Linked DNA regions of Mus musculus: regions 2, 3 and 4 are each linked to region 1. A link is a contact called in public ChIA-PET and HiChIP or PLAC-seq data. All regions are on one chromosome and are shown on one strand. The core of a region is the stretch at or near the end of the contact, and the rest is flanking DNA. Distances in the headings are between cores, read along the strand shown.

Region 1 (3,861 bases), core at 499-2,998:
AACCAGAGTCCTATGAGCCTGGTAATGAGATATTAGACTTACAGCGCCCACACACCACACACATGTAATACTGACCTACACACCAAGTGCATATACACGCAGGCATGCATTTACATATGTATGAACAAGTACATACATACCTTCACAAGCTCACATGTACAAAATGTACTTCAACACACCTAGCTTGTGTAGGTCTAGCTGTTTCCTCCCTGCTACCTTCCCTGGGAGCCAAGGAACCGTTTGGACCATGCTGGGCCACATCGAGGGTCTGAGCTCAAGGCCTTGACTACTTTTCTGTTATTTATGTTGTAGTGTCATCTGAGCATGACATGATCATCACCACTGAGAGGCACAGTCACCATGGCTGCCCTCAGCCAGAAAAAAAAAAAAATAAGCAAAGCAGCCCAACAATGGCTAGATGTGTGGTAGTGGTGGTGAGGCCATTAACACATCCTCATGATAAAAGTAGAATCACAGAACCCTTACCGGAGGTTCCAGCCACCATTTTCTTATGCCCTGGGCTTCACATGGTTATGTGTATGTGTTTAAGTTTATAGGAGGTGGAAGGTTGAGCCATTATATCTGGCTTAGATTTTGTTCTTTTGTTTGTAAAGGTAGGATTTCTTTGTATAGCCCAGGTTGGCCTGGCACTCACTCTGTAGACCAGGCTGGCCTGGAAGTCAGAGACCTGTCTGCCTCCCCAGTGCTGCAATTAAGGAATTTGCCACTTATGTTCTTAGTAAGCTTCCTGTCCCCTGCATTTGGCCACTACGTTAGCCTGCAGAGGGCAGGTATGAGTTCTGGAACATCCTGGTATACATAAGAGCCTTTCTCACAAAAACAGAAATGCCATGTTATGAAGCTAGGTGGGGTGTCTATAATTCCAGAACTCAGGAGGCTGAATCGAGTTCCAGGCTAAATTAGGCTATGATGTGAAAGTCTATCTCAAATAACAATATCAGGCTGTGGTTAAGTGACTTAAGGCTACGTTTTTTGTTTCTCTCTTTACACAAAGCTCTAAACCTGTGAAAGAAACTCCAACAGTGGATGGAGAAAGGGATCCACTGTCCCTTGAGGTCCCAACTGTATGGATCTGAATTTGATAAAATGCCTCACGGTAAGTTTCGATGCAGGTACGTTTGATTTGACCTCAATAAAACATTGACTTTTGGCCAATTTGAAAGTCAAACGAGCCGGGCGGCGATGGCTCACATCTTTTGATCCACTCGGGGGGGCAGAAGCAGGCGGATCTTAGAGTTGGAAGCCAGCTAGCTCCAGGGCAGCCAGGGCTACACAGAGAAACCCAGTCTCTTAAAAAATAAATAAACAAACAAGTAAATAAAAATAAAAAGCCCAAGCAAAACCGTCAAAAGGCCAATGAGGAAGGAATTAGTGACACAGGGCGGCCCAAAGTGAACACAAAACTAAAACCCGCCGGCTACTAAATACATTGATTTGACCAGAACTGCTTGCCCAAGTCTATTTTAAACCACGGGTCGGAGTTCGAGTTGACAGAAGCCACGGGAAGTCCCTTGTTCCCGGGCTTGGTCGAGACCGTGGACGCCCTAGAATCCCGCTGGAGATAGCGCAGCCCGGATCCATCTGCGCTGCCCTGCCGCACTGCCCACGCAGAGGCAACCCTGCAAACCTGGCGCTCAGCCGAAGGTTTAGACAGACCGGAAAAGAAGCCTCGCCTCGGGCTCGCGCACAGAGGCGGAAGTACCGCCTCGGAGGCCTCCCATGAGCCCTTGCAAAGCGCGACGTAGCCGGAAGCTGCTGGCGGCTGGTGGGGGGATCTGAGCGCCTAGTCCAGCTTGGCACCTCGGCCGGACCCGACCTCCTGGGGGCAGCAGGTGAGTTTGCGGCCAGGACACCGGGCATCCGCGGACCCTCAGTTCCTTGCCCTTCCGGCTCTCAGATCACCCAGTTCCTGGCCCTGTAATCCTCGATTCTGCAGCCCTAGGCCCCTGGTCCCCCAATACCGTGACTGTCCGACGCCCCCGGTCTTCAGCCCTGACTTACTCCCCGGTGCCTCCCGCGTACCTCCCATTTCCCAGCTTCCTGGCCCCGGGTTCTCCAGTCCTTCGACCCGTGACGTTTTTGTTCCTCGGACCCCAAACTCCAGGATCCCAGTGTGCGGCCGTCCAGACCCCCCCTCCCCTGCCTCCCGGCCTGTGAGCTTTACCGCCCTTCAGCCTAGCGGTTGCAGGGACCTACGTGGCCCCTCAGCGCTCTGGTCCCGAGCAGTCTTGGACGCAGACTGGTTCTGCACTGCCCACTTTGTCGGGAAAGGGCCTCAGCCCTTCACTTCGAAAGAAGATTCTGTCCAGAGGTGCCGGTAAGCCAGGTTTTCTAACCTCAGTTTGTTTGATTTTTCCCTTCTTGGTCTCTGAAGTGAGTCCTCTGCGGAAGGAGGAAAAACAAAACATCTCAACAACAGACCCCCACAGGATCAAGCTTCTAAACTTTTTCTCAATTGTACCTGGCAATAGAATATACTGTATTTGCACTCTTAAGGCACCCACAAGTCAGAAGTAATATACACTGTTCCATAGCTGTGCAATGTTTAGAGCATTGAAGCCCTAACTATAGTTCTGGACGAGGTGATGATCTGATATCGTCTGTTCTTCAGAGTGAAGAAGCATAACTTAGACATGGGTTCTTTGTGTTCTCTGAACGGTTTTTGGTCACCCATACTGTGTAGCCTTAGGGCCAAGCTATGTCCCTAGATGTCCCCTTTGACCTCAGATGTACATCACGTCCCATTTAAGAAGCAAATGTTCTCTAGTGTGACATGTAGCTCACTAAAGTTTGAAATCCTTATTTGCTTCATTATCTACTAGGTATGTCTGCCTGAAGGAAGAGTATTTTGTTGTTTTTTTTTTCATTTCAGCTATTAAGAATTCTTAAGGGTGGGTGATATGGATACCAGGTAGGGGTGCTTGCCACAAAGCCTGACTACCTGAGTTTGATCCTGGTACTCACTTGGAGGAAGGAGATACTCAGCTCCCACCTTCTAGGCTTCTAGGCATGCACTTGTGAGCCCACCCAAGAAAGAAATCTTAAAAAAAAAAAAAAAAGGATTCTTGAGGCCTTCTTTAGGCTGGTTAAACTGAGAGATACTTATTTTCATGTTATTAAGCAACATTTAAGATGATTAATTTGAGCAGGGAAGTAAGTGGTGGAGCATGCCTTTGTTCCCCGCACTTGGGAGGCAGAGGCAGGCAGATTTCTGAGTTCGAGGCTAGCCTGGTCTACAGAGTGAGTTCCAGGACAGCCAGGGCTACACAGAAAAACCCTGTCTTGAAAAAACAAAAAACCCCAGACCAAACCCTAACTTCTCTCCAATATCCAAAGTTTACCACACAGGAAGAGTTTCTTAAATCCAAACCAAGTCAGGCATGGTGGCACCACCTTTGATCCCAGCACTTGGGAGGCAGAGGCAGGCAGATCTCTGTGAGTTTTGGGCCAGCCTGGTCTGCACAGTGAGCTATGTGTAGAGACCCTGTCTCAGGCCCGTAGCTGAGAATGTCCTTCTGCTTGGTTTTACTCAGAGATCCAGAGTTGCCTTAGGAGATGCTGGCTTCTTGCCTGTGTTTGCCTCCATTTGTGGTTGTAAGCCTCTGAGGGCAGCCACAGAGCTTTGGACACTGGGATCCAGTACAGAAACGTGCTGTGGTCTTGGTGACGTTCACGTAGCAGCTAGAAAAGAATGCAGAGAGCTTTGGAACTCAGCTCTAGCTGTGTCTCCCCAAATGCTCTTGAGCTGTCTGGGGCAGTTGTGTGCGTGAGTGAATGCCTGGGCTTCTAACTTATGCCTGAGTGAGTCATGCCAGTAACGGAGTCCTACATGCAAAAATC
Region 2 (3,861 bases), core at 882-3,381, 630 kb after region 1:
GACTTTGTAACAGACACAAGGGCCCTAGGGTACATGCTCAAACAAACTGGCACAGGATATATGGAGGGCTGGTAAGGGCATGGAAGTGGCCTTCACAGACTAAATTGAATGGACCCCACTCTAACCCTCAGGGAGCTCACAGGAATATCTCGGAGAGCTTGGTTCTCGGCTTTCGGCCTCCCTTTTTTCTTCCCTTCTGTCTTGTCACTGGCTGAGTTTCCAGGGTCAAAGCAGAGTGGGGCCTGGCTAGGCACTGTATGTCCACTGTGGACCACTGGCATCCCTATAGTACAGGAGACAGTAAGGCTCAGTGGTTGCCCAATATCACCGACCCCCAAGGGCGGTGGCCCAGACTGAGTCTTGGCTCACCCAGATAAAGGCCCAGTGGCTGGAGTTAACCCAGGACAAGAGCATGGCTACAATAAGGCTGACAATCTCCACCCCACAAAGGTCCTCAGGATACCCAAGGAGGTAACTCTACCACTGGCTATCTGTATCCTCTAGAACTGATTTCTGCCTTAGCTCCTCACCTAGCTTTGGTGGGTCCTGCAACAAGGGAAGTTGGGCCTCCTTCCGGCTGCCTCCCTTTCCAGGTCCACTTTTGCTGGATCCTTGAAGCCGACGGCCTCCTCCAACACAAAAGGATTCAGTCATCTCTGCAGAGTAAGTACACAGACCTATGAGACGAACAGGCTCAACCCAGGACTTTCACTGGGGCTATCCTAGAGGCCCTCAATATGTCTCTCTAGCCCTGACCTCCTATATTGATCACATCAAAAAGCAAGTAATGGAAGCTTCTAACTTAGAGAAGGGGGTTTGCCCAGACAAGGTCTTTCTAAATAACCCAGAAGACATGAGAAGTGTAGAAAGAGCCAAGACTCTTACTACATTTGACACCCTCACCTACACCCTCATCTAGACACACAAAGACCAAAGGCTGCTGAGGATCAGCCTGTCTTCAGAGGGTCCACGCAATTGAAGAAGACTGATAATATTCCTCATAGGGGACAATTAACACTAGTAATGGTTGCTGGCTCACAGGCAGCCACATCACCACACCTCAGGGATAGCTTCTCCTCAGAGTCCTGGCCCCTGCCATCTAGATACACAATACTAACCTACTCAGATAAGAGCCCTTGAAGACCTCTCTCTAGGCAAAGAAGCCAATATGGGTCCTGAAGGCCCATGTCCCCACCACATGCACTCATCCCTCTGGTTGGTAAAGTGAAGATCCACTAGAAATACACTTTAGTCCCATGCTGAGCTATCCTACCTGCCTGCCTTCTCAGCCTTCTGTGCAGACAGGGCCCCTCCACCCAGATGAATACACCACATCAGACCCTCAGCCACCACAGCCTAGGCAGCCACCATTTCTTCTTATTTTCAATAGCTTCTAGGTTCCCTGCCTAGGAAGCCACTTCAGCTAAACAAGTTATAGTCAATACTGGCAAGCAGAGGCTATAGAGTATGCATGCTGCTGCCCTGGGGTTGGGCCTCTGGGGACTGTTCTGCTTGCAGCATCACATACCCTGAAAACCGAGGAAGGCTCTAAGCATAGAATGGTGAGGCCTCGCAGAGGCACCCAAAGCCACAGAAGGGGGCGGTACCAAAGAGCAAGGTTCAAGCAGGTGAGTCCTCTCCTAACAGTTTTTGATCAACTCAAATCAGAGGGGATGTGTAGGGGCTGCGTTATCCAGGAGGTCTAAGGTCAATCACCGTTCATTGCCAAGGACAACACCCCCATCCTGGGCCTAGGGGAGGGGAGGGGAGGGGAGGGGGGGTCTGAAGTCAACTAAAGTTCTCTGGATGTCCTCGTTTTGCAGCTTCATAAGGAAATGAGTTATCCAGAACCCCGATTACATTTGAGGTCCGGGTTATACGGCCTGCTGCAACCTTCTAGTCTTTCAGAGTTAGGGGTAAGGCCTGGCCGCCGGAGTAGGAAGAAAACCCCTCCTCCACCTGGGGTCCCTGCGATCTCCCTTGTAGCCTCCAGGGAGGAGGGCGCTGCCGCGGACGCAGGCCACTCCGCCCGGCCCCGGACGAGCGCAGCCAAGAGGCGCACCTGGAGGCCCGTGGCCACCCACCTGTCACCTGAGGCCGGACGCGGGCTGCAGCCTGGCCCGGAAGCGCCGACCGCGGGGGGGCGAAGGCAGTGAACCAAAATGGCGACTTTTTCTGGAGGAGGAGGCGGGAGGACGGCGCCGACGCGGGGAGCGGGGCGCGGCGCGGGTCCGGGCGCGGCGGGGAGGCGGGCTGGGCACAGGGCTGGTGCGGGGCGCGTGTGGCGCCGGGGCCGCGGTAAAGCGGGCAGGGCCGGCGCTTACCTGCAGCGCCCAAGGGGTGCGGCCGGGCCAGGCCGGAGCCAGAGCCGGGCCGGGGCGCGGGGCGCGGGGCGCGGGGTCCGGGCGGCGCACACTCCGCGCCGTGCTGCGCACATGCGCGCTCCCGCCCCTCCTACCTTTGACAGTTTTACTGCGGGGGGGAGGGGGGCGAACTCTCGCGGTATTCACGCGGCCGCCGCTGCGGGGAAGGGGCCGGTGGGGCCGTTCCGCCGCTCCGGGCAGTGCGGTCCGTGGCCCAGGTGGTCCTGGCCTCCAGGGCCGAGCGATCGGTCACGCGTGCCTTGGGCAAGAGTCGCTTTGTGGACAGTCCAGTAAACTGAGGCACGTCAGGAACTCTGGACACTACCGCAAATCCTGCCTGACGGATTAAGCAACCGGTGTGGTTGCGCTGGCTGAAGTAGATCCTATGAAGGGTTATAGGACATCTGTAGGCTGTCAGGGGGCACCTCAGCCTCTATCTGTCCCTTAGGCCACCTTAATCTAGACACGAAGACCGATAGGCCTTATTGCGGTCACTGGCTATTGAATCAACTTCTCCCTTCTTTGTGAACAGTGTGGTCCTAGACCAACAGCCAGTAAGTATCTAACTTCTCTGGCCCCGAGCCTGGGCTGCTAGTGTAAGATCTAGGGGGTGGGTGGGAGGATGACAGCACAGCCCACACAACTTGGAAATAAATGAGGCAGAGAAATAAACACCCTTTTGACAGACTAGGAAGGGGAAATAAATGAGGCAGAGAAATAAACACCCTTTTGACAGACTAGGAAGGGCCAACTGGCTGATAAGGAGGTAGAATGCAAAGCCTGGGGCTCCACAGGAGCACTCAATAGGGAAGGGAAAAATTCAGCTTTCATTTGAGTCATAATACTGTTACATGTTCTCAGCCATGCCCACTGTTTTTTTTTTTTTTTAAGATTTATTTATGTTATGTATGTGAGTACACTGTAGCTGTCTTCAGACACATCAGAAGAGGGCATCAGATCCCATTACACATGGTTGTGAGCCACTATGTGGTTGCTGGGAATTGAACTGAGGACCTCTGGAAGAGCAGTCTGCGCTCTTAACCACTGAGCCATCTCTCCAGCCCCCCCCCCCCACTGTTTTTTCTAAAACAACTTTTCACTATGTAGCCCTTTGTAGACCAGGCCAGCATCAAACTCAGAGATCTGCCCGTCTCTGCCTCCCATATGCTGGGATTAAAGACGTCTTTTACCTTTTGTGAGTCTCCCAGGATGTGGAACATCAGACTGTTGGTGGGGATCAGTGTGCACACAAAGGTGTGTTCAACTTTCCCTGTGTAAGTCTGAGTTTTCACAAGTGTGATATACCAATGCCCATAGGTTATTACATGTCTAAGTGACCATGTGTTATCAGGTGGTAGTCATATATGGGCATCATGATGTAGGTGAGGGCACTACATTCCCTGAAGCTGTGAACTGCCTGAAGAGGGTGCTGGAAACTCAATTCTGCAAGAACAGCAACTGTGTTCTCTCTCTCTCTAGCCCCACCTCCCTGCAATTT
Region 3 (3,861 bases), core at 622-3,121, 550 kb after region 1:
TGACAGGCATGCATCTCTATAGCTAGCTTTCCTTCTTCAGTCAATAGATAACCTGGCCTTTCTGCTTATTGGGTTTCTTGTTTTGTTTGTTTGTTTGTTTGTTTTTGGCTACTTGCTTGATGTTGCACAACTTACTAAGTTTCTTGAGCTATCTGCTGACAATCTGGGCCTAGAACATGTGCCAATTCAAATTCAGCCAGCGTGCAAAAAGGTATAAGATGAAGGGAGAAGACACTGTTAGAAAAGATTGGAATTTATTTAATGCGTTATGGGAGGCCTTAAGTATTATCTGCTTTGTTTTTGAAAGCTGACTTGAAGACAGACAGCAATAGTGGCACATATATCTTGTTGGTTAACCAACAGCTGTTTAATTGGACTTTATGCCTGCTCAATAAGAGAGAAATCACGCCTGATCCTGGAAACCTAGGCGACTATCTGGGGCTAGTGAAGTCATGGATCACGTTGCTAAACCAGCATAGTCCCTAATTACATCCTAAATACTCATCCCTACACCTATAGGTTAAGTGTAGTTCTCACTCTTCATCAAGGAAAACATCTTCTCCAGATAGAGATCATTACAGAAATTGAAACTGATCAGAATGCAGATTGGTGGAGCCCAGTCCCCACAGATAGAACTCCACCACAAGTCCTGAACTTAAGGCTCAGAGATCATTGTGGAAGAAGGGGAGGAAAAGCTGCAACAACCAGAGGACCAGACAGTTCGCTCTAAGATTTATCTCCTTAAAATGTCAGAGAAGCTACATCCGTGAAGTAACATAACCAACATGGCTGCCTAACTGACCTGAGCAAGGACAACATCAGCTAAGCATGGTGTAAGGGAGAAAGCGCACAGGGCCTCAATCCTAGCTAACTAAGGAATTCTGAGAGCTGGAGAAATAATCAGTTTTAGGGAAGAACATAGAAATTGGTTTTCCCATAGCAAATGATCAGCCTTGAAAACATATACCTACTTAACATACAGACTGAATAGGCTGTATTTATATATTTAGGAGCTATATCACAACAAAGAAGAGGCTATGAATTTGAAAGGGTGAGTGTGTGTGTGTGTGTGTGTGTGTGAATATGAGAGGTTTGGAGAGAGGCAGGGGAAAAATGATGTAATTATAATCCAAAAAGATTATAAGAAAAAATGGTGGGCAGGCAAGAATGAAAGTAAAGCTGTAGGAACACTGGCCAGGAAGATTGGTAGCTCTGGAATAAAAAAGCACAGCACTTGAAATTGTTTGTTACAGCGTAAGTAGGCAAGGGTCACTAGGTTTATTACTTAGTAAGTGAACAGAGTGAACAAGGATTGTATGAGACAGAGTGGGAAGAAAAGTCCTTAACCGTCCACGCATATCATTGCAGACGATTCCTAAAGGATCGCTAAATAATGGCGGTTGATTTTTCAGTGACTGGGAAGAAAGGCAGGAAAGTCTTTTCTGGGTGGTCTCCAGGGATGAACGAAAATGTCAGTCCCAAGGCAGTACCTTGAGACGAAAATGAAGGTCTCCCTCTCTAGTTTTTTGGTAAGTAGTAATAAATTTTTTGAGGCTTATATGAAGCACTGAGCAAACAACTGGAAGAAGAGCAGTTTTACTCGCGGAGTGCCACTTGCCTGCCTTCCAGAGGCGAACCCGCAAGCCTAGGCCTTGCCTCTGCTCCCGGGCTGTAGCTTCCGGCTTAGTAGCTGCAGGCTCCGCCCACCACCTTAACCCTTCCCGGTGATCGTCAACTGGGGCGCAACCTTTCGGGGACCGAGTTCTACCGGAGCTCCGGAGCTTTCGTGCGGCGCTGCCACATTGGCTCCGACTATGGGCGGGGCCTCAGTGTTGGGTTCTAGGCGCTTGCGCAGCCAGCTCTGACCTGCCAGAACACACGTCTTTTTCCGGGGGCGCGCGTGCCAGTGAGTGAGCGTGCGCGTTCTTGCTGCCGCCAGTGTTGCTTCCGCCGTCCTCTGCCGCTGCTACGGCTGTCGCCGCCCGGGATCCTCAGGCCGAGCAGTAGGCCGGCCGGCTGCCCACCACTGCCCCGGGACGGAAAGCGGAGCCGCGGAACCGGTGGACCGGCGGGCGTGCCGACAGGTGAGCTCACTCTCCAGTGGCTCTCAAATTAGGTGGGGCCGCGGGGTTCAAGCTGCCGGAGCCGGGCAAAGGGGAGGGGAAGTGGGGCGAGGGCGCCGCAGCAGGAGGTGAAAGCTGCCCGCAGCGGAAATGGCGGCGACCCTCAGCAGCGGCGGCGAGCCCGGCCCTGGGCACCACTAGGCCCTGCTCGACCTTGCGCACGGCGGGGCGGCGCGGAGACGAGGCTTTCCGGGCCAACTCCGGTTCGCACGCGCGGCCGCCTCCGCGGCTCCCGGAACGCAGAAACTGGTGTGTAGGGAGGCGGGCAGTAAAGGCTCCGAGGCTTGTTCACATTCTGGGACGCAGAAATTGCCTTATAGTTGTAAATTTCAAAGGCATTTGATGTATAAAAAAACCCCTAGTTTATATACCTAGGGACGACATTTTAAGAGGCGATTTTGTGTCGTGCTCTTTGGGGAGAGAATTAGGGACTCATTCGTTTAGGCTCCAACTTGTGTTATATGGCTGGATTAAAGACTTGTTTTTCCTTGTGTCTAGGAGATGATTTCTCCGAATTCATTAAGTGCATCTTCGGAAAAATAATGCAAAAGGTAGCTTTAATTTGTTTTCAGATTGGACTTTGGGGAAATTGGGTCGCCGTTTGTTGGACGCTCAGCTGATCATTCATCCTTTATAGGCAGTGTGTCTCAATTGCTAGTGGTTTGTCTGTTTAAACATCAAAACGCTACTTAATAACACAAAGAATTATATTGTCCCATATATTGTCGTGGTTGCCTAAAGACAAAACTCTAATCGTAGGATAATTTTGTTCATTTATTTGCTTTCTTTAAGGAAAGCGTGATCTGTTAGGTGACATTAAAAGCCAGGACTTTCCGCAGTTTCTAACTTAATATGTGTTACGAATCTGTTACCTGTATCAGTATTTTCATACTTAGGCTGGCCCTGTGTGTGTGGACCGCAAGTGTGGAGCCAGTGGAGCCTCTAAATTCGTTCGGGTTTGGGAACAGGGTACCTGCCCTTGGATTCTTTAAGCACCGTGCCGCACAATCTCTTTGCCCCAGCAGCCTCCTTGCTAGTCTCTTAACCAATTTAAGTGCTCAACCCTTGACATTTTTTTCATGACCACTCTCATGTTCCTGTTATGTGAGATATCCTTCGTTTCTACTCCTCTGTTATTCCACTGTGTACTGCTGTAACTAGTCTACTGTCGAATGTTAGACTCTCTGCTTTACTTTTCCCCTCCTTGCTTAATTGTATACAGCACTTGACTCTTCGTTTACTGTGTTAACATATTTAACATTGTTTTTTAGTTAAGGTTTTGTTTTGTTTAGGATAGTCAGATAGTATGTGCCCAGTAAATACTTACGGAATGAATGGAAATGAGTTTAGTAGCAGCTAGGCTATTACCCTTTCACCAGGAAGCCAATTAGTGAGTAGTGAGCGCTTAAGAATCACCAGGCTTCTGTATCCTCAAGGACAGAGCCACCAACTTTCCCCTGCCCTTTGGGGGTGGGAGGGGGGCAGTCAGTTAAGAGAAAGGGCTTATACTTTCCTGTAAAATCACTTTACAACTTTTGGGGGGTGGGGCAGGAGGAGGATTGGTTTTTCAAGACTAGGTTTCTCTCTGGCTTGCCCTGATACTTGCTCTATGGACAGTGTGCACCATGGCCTTGAACTCAGAGATCCACCTGCCTCTGCCTTCCAAGTACTGGGCCTACAGGGGTGCGATACGATTATCAGCCAGCTCTGTAACTTTCGATTTGTGATTTTTCAGAGC
Region 4 (3,861 bases), core at 988-3,487, 530 kb before region 1:
AAACACAGGAATAAATGTTGAACCTGGGGTGGAGGCAGTGACTCTGGCGTGGAGCAGGGCCTGGGCCCCATCCCCTGCACCAGGTGCTAAAGCAGTAAACTTCCTGTCCCTTTTGTTTGTGACACTGAAACAGCAAAGATATCCCTCAGTGGCTGATCCAGGGAGATCTGAAGACACAGGACTGCGGTGTCCACAGTAGTGGAAAGATGTCTGTACGAGTATGGGGGCAGGGCAGGGCCCAGCTTCCTTAACCCAAAACAAGAAGCCAGCCACATTCCAAGCTTTGAGCCAGTTCAGACACACATCACCAGTCAAGTGGCCTTGAGAAGCAGCCTGTGTGTTGCGTGAGCTGTTCCTGGTGGGTGTGATAGCAGAACTGTGTTTGTGTTCTACACATGCAAAGAGCAGCTCAGCAAGGCAGTGGGAATGGATGAGGTCATAGGAACCCAAGATTTGGCCCTAAGTAACCTGGGTGGGCTGGGGGTGGGAGCTGTTGATGGCCTGTGTGTGTTCCATGTGTGGGTGTTTAAATGTTTCCAGAACACCATAAAGCAGGAACTGGTGAGCACCACACACAAGGGCTCAGGGTTTCTTCCTGGACCCAGGTGCTGGTCAACTCCAGGCTCCCAAGTTTGTGAGGACTTTGTAGATGATCCCTGGCACCATTACCATTGTGGTGTGTTCAAAGCACATTCCTGGTACCCAGAGCACCAGAATCATTTCTTCCACAGGGATCTGCTGTGTAGGGCCATGAAAGGCAGCCTATTTTGGTTGAATGAGGCTTGCTCCGGCGATCCAGTAGAAAACTCTACAAGGGACACAACAGGGAGCCACGTTCCCAGAGACAGGTGCCTGACACCACAGAGCCCCCCAACTCCATAATTCTGTGATTATAAGTCACTCAGACAATGTCTCAAGCTTCTGGCATTCTGGCTAGACTCCACCCCCACAGTTACCTGACTACAGCCAGGTATGCTCTTCCCCGTAGTTACCTGGAAACAGCAAGATAGTCCAGCCCACTATAAAAGAGGCTGCTTTGCCCCTTCTCAATCTCTTTAAGCTCTCACCTTTCTTACTCTCTTCTCTAGCCCTCCTTCTCTCTCTCCTTCCCCCCTCCCCCTTTCTCCACATGGCCATGGCCAGCCTCTCTCTCTCTTTCTACCCTCTCTCTTTTTTTCCTGCCTTTCTACAATAAAGCTCTAAAACCATAGACTGTCTCTGCTTATCAAGGCCCACCATGCTTGAACAATGGGATAGGCGTTCCCCTAACAAGCCACGTCTAGCCTCCCAACAGAAGGCCTTCCTGCTCTCCAGCCACGGACCGGACCAAGGACTCTCGCCCCCGTGGGAACCACCCAGCAGCCCCTCTCCCCCTGCCTTCTCCTCCCTCTGGCCCAGTGATGATGGAGTCGCCCCCCCCCCTCGGGGGCCCCCCATTTGTTCTCAGCTCTTCCGTGGTGTCCAGCGGTGTCTGGGATGCATGAGACTGAGAACCTGTTGTCTAGGACTGCCCCTTGTCCACCCCCCGCCGAGCTGGGGTTCAGTGGCTTCCTACAGCCAGACACCCACCCCGTTTCACATGGAAAGCATGCAGCAGTATTCCCACGTCCGCCTGCCCACTCCCTCTTTTGCCCATGCCCACTGCCCAACACTGCTGTCTCCTGCTGTGTCCCCTGTTATGGCTTCCGTGGCCTGCAAAACCTGGCTCACCCACATGAATGCACCAGCAAGAAGCAAGAACAGAGATGTGGAGAGGAAAGTGAGACCAGGGGTTCGGAGCTTCCCAGGACCAGAAAACCAAGCATTTCTCCCGGGACCTGGAATTTTCCACAAGCATATCTGTCTCTCATGTGACTTAGCCACATCCTCATTGCTTGAGATGACCAGACCTCCCATGCAGGAACAGGAGGAAGGGGTGTGCTCTCTGCCTTATCAAAGAACTTTTCCACTGTGGCATTTGGGCCCTTGGGCCCCTGCTCAACACTCCCCCCAACTTCCTGTGGGAACCCACATTGAGTTTCACCACAAGTTTCTGAAATGACAGCTTCTTCACCGTTGCCTAGAAAATGGGAGGGGGAAGGGGGATTGCACGCACAAAGCTGAGACCTGTGTCTCCTTCCCCTTCCCCATCAGAACCCAGGTCCAGCTTTGGCCATTACAGAATTCCCATACCTAGCCACAGCTACCATGCTGAGCCCTGGGGAAATGCCCTGTGCACCCAGATGACAGGAAGTGTCATTCAAGACCAGAATGACAGTTTTCTAAGTGCTTCCTCTGAGACTTTCAAGACAGACCATGGTGGACTTCAAACACATCAATTTTCCTTAGAAGGGCCAGGCTCTGAGTAATCCTGACATCATGTAAAGTTTGAACTATAGCCAGCCAAGCCGAGAGCAGTCAGAGCGGAGAACACTGTTACCCTAACAGAAGATAGGGGTGGGAGGGGGAACCCAGATGCCTCAAGTGGGGATGTTAGGGGTCATCTTCCACAGAGAGCACTCTCTGCTCAAGGCTCCCACCCCTACACATGGACCAGAGATTCCCATTCCTTGACCCTAAGAGCCCACACTTTGATCTTAGGAACTTGCATAGACTGACTCCTCAGGACTCCACATCCTGTTCCTTTGAAACCTCCTCATATCATAACCACAAGAACCCCTGACACTGACCCACATACCCAGGGGCTAACTTTGGGACCCAGGAACCCCTCCAGGCTTCATCCGGTGGTACCTGGAGAAGCCAAAACAGGACCTTGCTTTTCTCTACAGAGGCCCACCTTTCCCCCGACTCCTGGTTGCTGAGCAGAGTCAGGGCTGTCCACACTATCTCCAAATATCACATGTAGTTGGTCTGAAGCTTTCTGGTACAAAATCAACCCCCTGGGCACCATCCTGGGCAAGCCCCTCCATACCTATAGCCAAATAGCCACAGGAACTTCCATTTGTGTCTCCCTATGGTGACAAATACATAGTTGCTATTCGTAGTGAGTCTGACCCTGTATCACACCAGGGATGCCCTAACCCACAGACCGTACACGATGGGTGTGAATAGTTCTGCTCAGGAGTGAAAGCAAAATGGGAGCACACATGTGACTATCTGTGCTCAGGCAACACAATAGCAAGACTGAGGCCCATGAAGTCTGTCTCTGTGTGTGTCATCCAAGCTCCATCCCTGGGCCTCAAGCAAGCAAGCAAATGCTCTATCTCAGGTTACACCCCCAGCCTTCTTTTTACTTTTAATTCAGAGACTGGGACTCACCAGTTTGCCCAACTTGGTGTTTAGCTTACAATCCTGCTGCAGTCTACCATGTAGTTGGAATTCTAAGCCTGTGCCACCAGGCCTGGTGTGAAGTTAATCTTAATGTCTTTTATTTAAATCTAATAGAATCATAAAACCACCACGTCGATAAGGAAGCAATGTAAGGAATGACAGATACTCTACTCCCTTTAGCTTCTGCATCTTCAAACGTTTGTATTTTACATCCATTTCTTGTGTCGATTCAGGTACTGAGTTTTTATCATAAATACTGGACTTTGAGAGCTGGCAGGATTGCTCAGTGCATTAAGACAATTGTCACCAAGCCTGGCCACCTAAGTTTAATCCCTAAGACCCACTTGGTGGAAGAAGAAAACCAACCTCACAACGTTTCCTCTGACCTCCCTGTGTATATTGTGGCATGCACAAACCTCACACAAGATAGATAGATGGATGGATAGATAATAAATGGGTGGATTGGTAGATGGATGGATGGATAGATAGATAGATAGATAGATAGATAAATAATAAATGGATGGATTGATGGATGGATGGATAGATAGATAGATAGATAAATAATAAATGGATGGATGGTAGATGTGGTTA

What was found. ChIA-PET counts read pairs in DNA pulled down with a chosen protein or histone mark. HiChIP or PLAC-seq counts read pairs in DNA pulled down with a chosen protein or histone mark.
Region 2: a contact with region 1 is called in an H3K27ac HiChIP or PLAC-seq map of regulatory T cell precursor, with 6 times the contacts expected there. The contact joins the promoter of Zfp512b here to the promoter of Arfgap1 in region 1. A contact is called at or near these places in 7 of 39 promoter capture datasets (the 3T3-L1 cell line, cranial neural crest, erythroid cells and 3 more), 6 of 484 Hi-C or Micro-C datasets (CD4 T cells, CD8 T cells, embryonic stem cells and 2 more), 9 of 115 datasets of contacts at active chromatin or transcription factors (astrocytes, bone marrow-derived macrophages, embryonic stem cells and 5 more) and 3 of 9 other capture datasets (adipose tissue, liver and macrophages).
Region 3: a contact with region 1 is called in an H3K27ac HiChIP or PLAC-seq map of regulatory T cell precursor, with 11 times the contacts expected there. The contact joins the promoter of Dnajc5 here to the promoter of Arfgap1 in region 1. A contact is called at or near these places in 5 of 39 promoter capture datasets (the SN4741 cell line, cranial neural crest, liver and 1 more), 3 of 484 Hi-C or Micro-C datasets (CD4 T cells, CD8 T cells and cardiomyocytes), 10 of 115 datasets of contacts at active chromatin or transcription factors (the SCID.adh cell line, effector CD8 T cells, embryonic stem cells and 4 more) and 1 of 9 other capture datasets (macrophages).
Region 4: an RNA polymerase II ChIA-PET map of memory CD8 T cells shows a contact between it and region 1, with 13 read pairs. The contact joins the enhancer-like site here to the promoter of Arfgap1 in region 1. A contact is called at or near these places in 1 of 39 promoter capture datasets (embryonic stem cells), 7 of 115 datasets of contacts at active chromatin or transcription factors (bone marrow-derived macrophages, effector CD8 T cells, embryonic stem cells and 3 more) and 1 of 9 other capture datasets (liver).

What each region holds. Positions count from the first base shown.
Region 1 is chr2:180,965,477-180,969,337 of GRCm38.p6, forward strand. It overlaps Arfgap1 (ADP-ribosylation factor GTPase activating protein 1), which reads left to right and starts at 1,749. Exons shown (of 14, transcript NM_145760.3): 1 at 1,749-1,853; 2 at 2,126-2,338.
Region 2 is chr2:181,590,330-181,594,190 of GRCm38.p6, forward strand. Zfp512b (zinc finger protein 512B) reads right to left here and starts at 2,132. Exons shown (of 17, transcript NM_001164597.1): 1 at 2,092-2,132; 2 at 531-656; 3 at 141-283. The coding sequence starts at 654.
Region 3 is chr2:181,518,614-181,522,474 of GRCm38.p6, forward strand. Dnajc5 (DnaJ heat shock protein family (Hsp40) member C5) reads left to right here and starts at 1,872. Exons shown (of 5, transcript NM_016775.3): 1 at 1,872-2,084.
Region 4 is chr2:180,435,369-180,439,229 of GRCm38.p6, forward strand. No RefSeq gene overlaps it. Among named protein-coding and RNA genes, the nearest start is that of Slco4a1, 19 kb to the right of the region's middle. Within about 2 kb of position 2,238, at least 97 of the 459 cell types and tissues checked have an H3K27ac peak or open chromatin away from gene starts, as enhancers often do. A contact at or near this core is called in bone marrow-derived macrophages, effector CD8 T cells, memory CD8 T cells and 2 more, where this site is marked.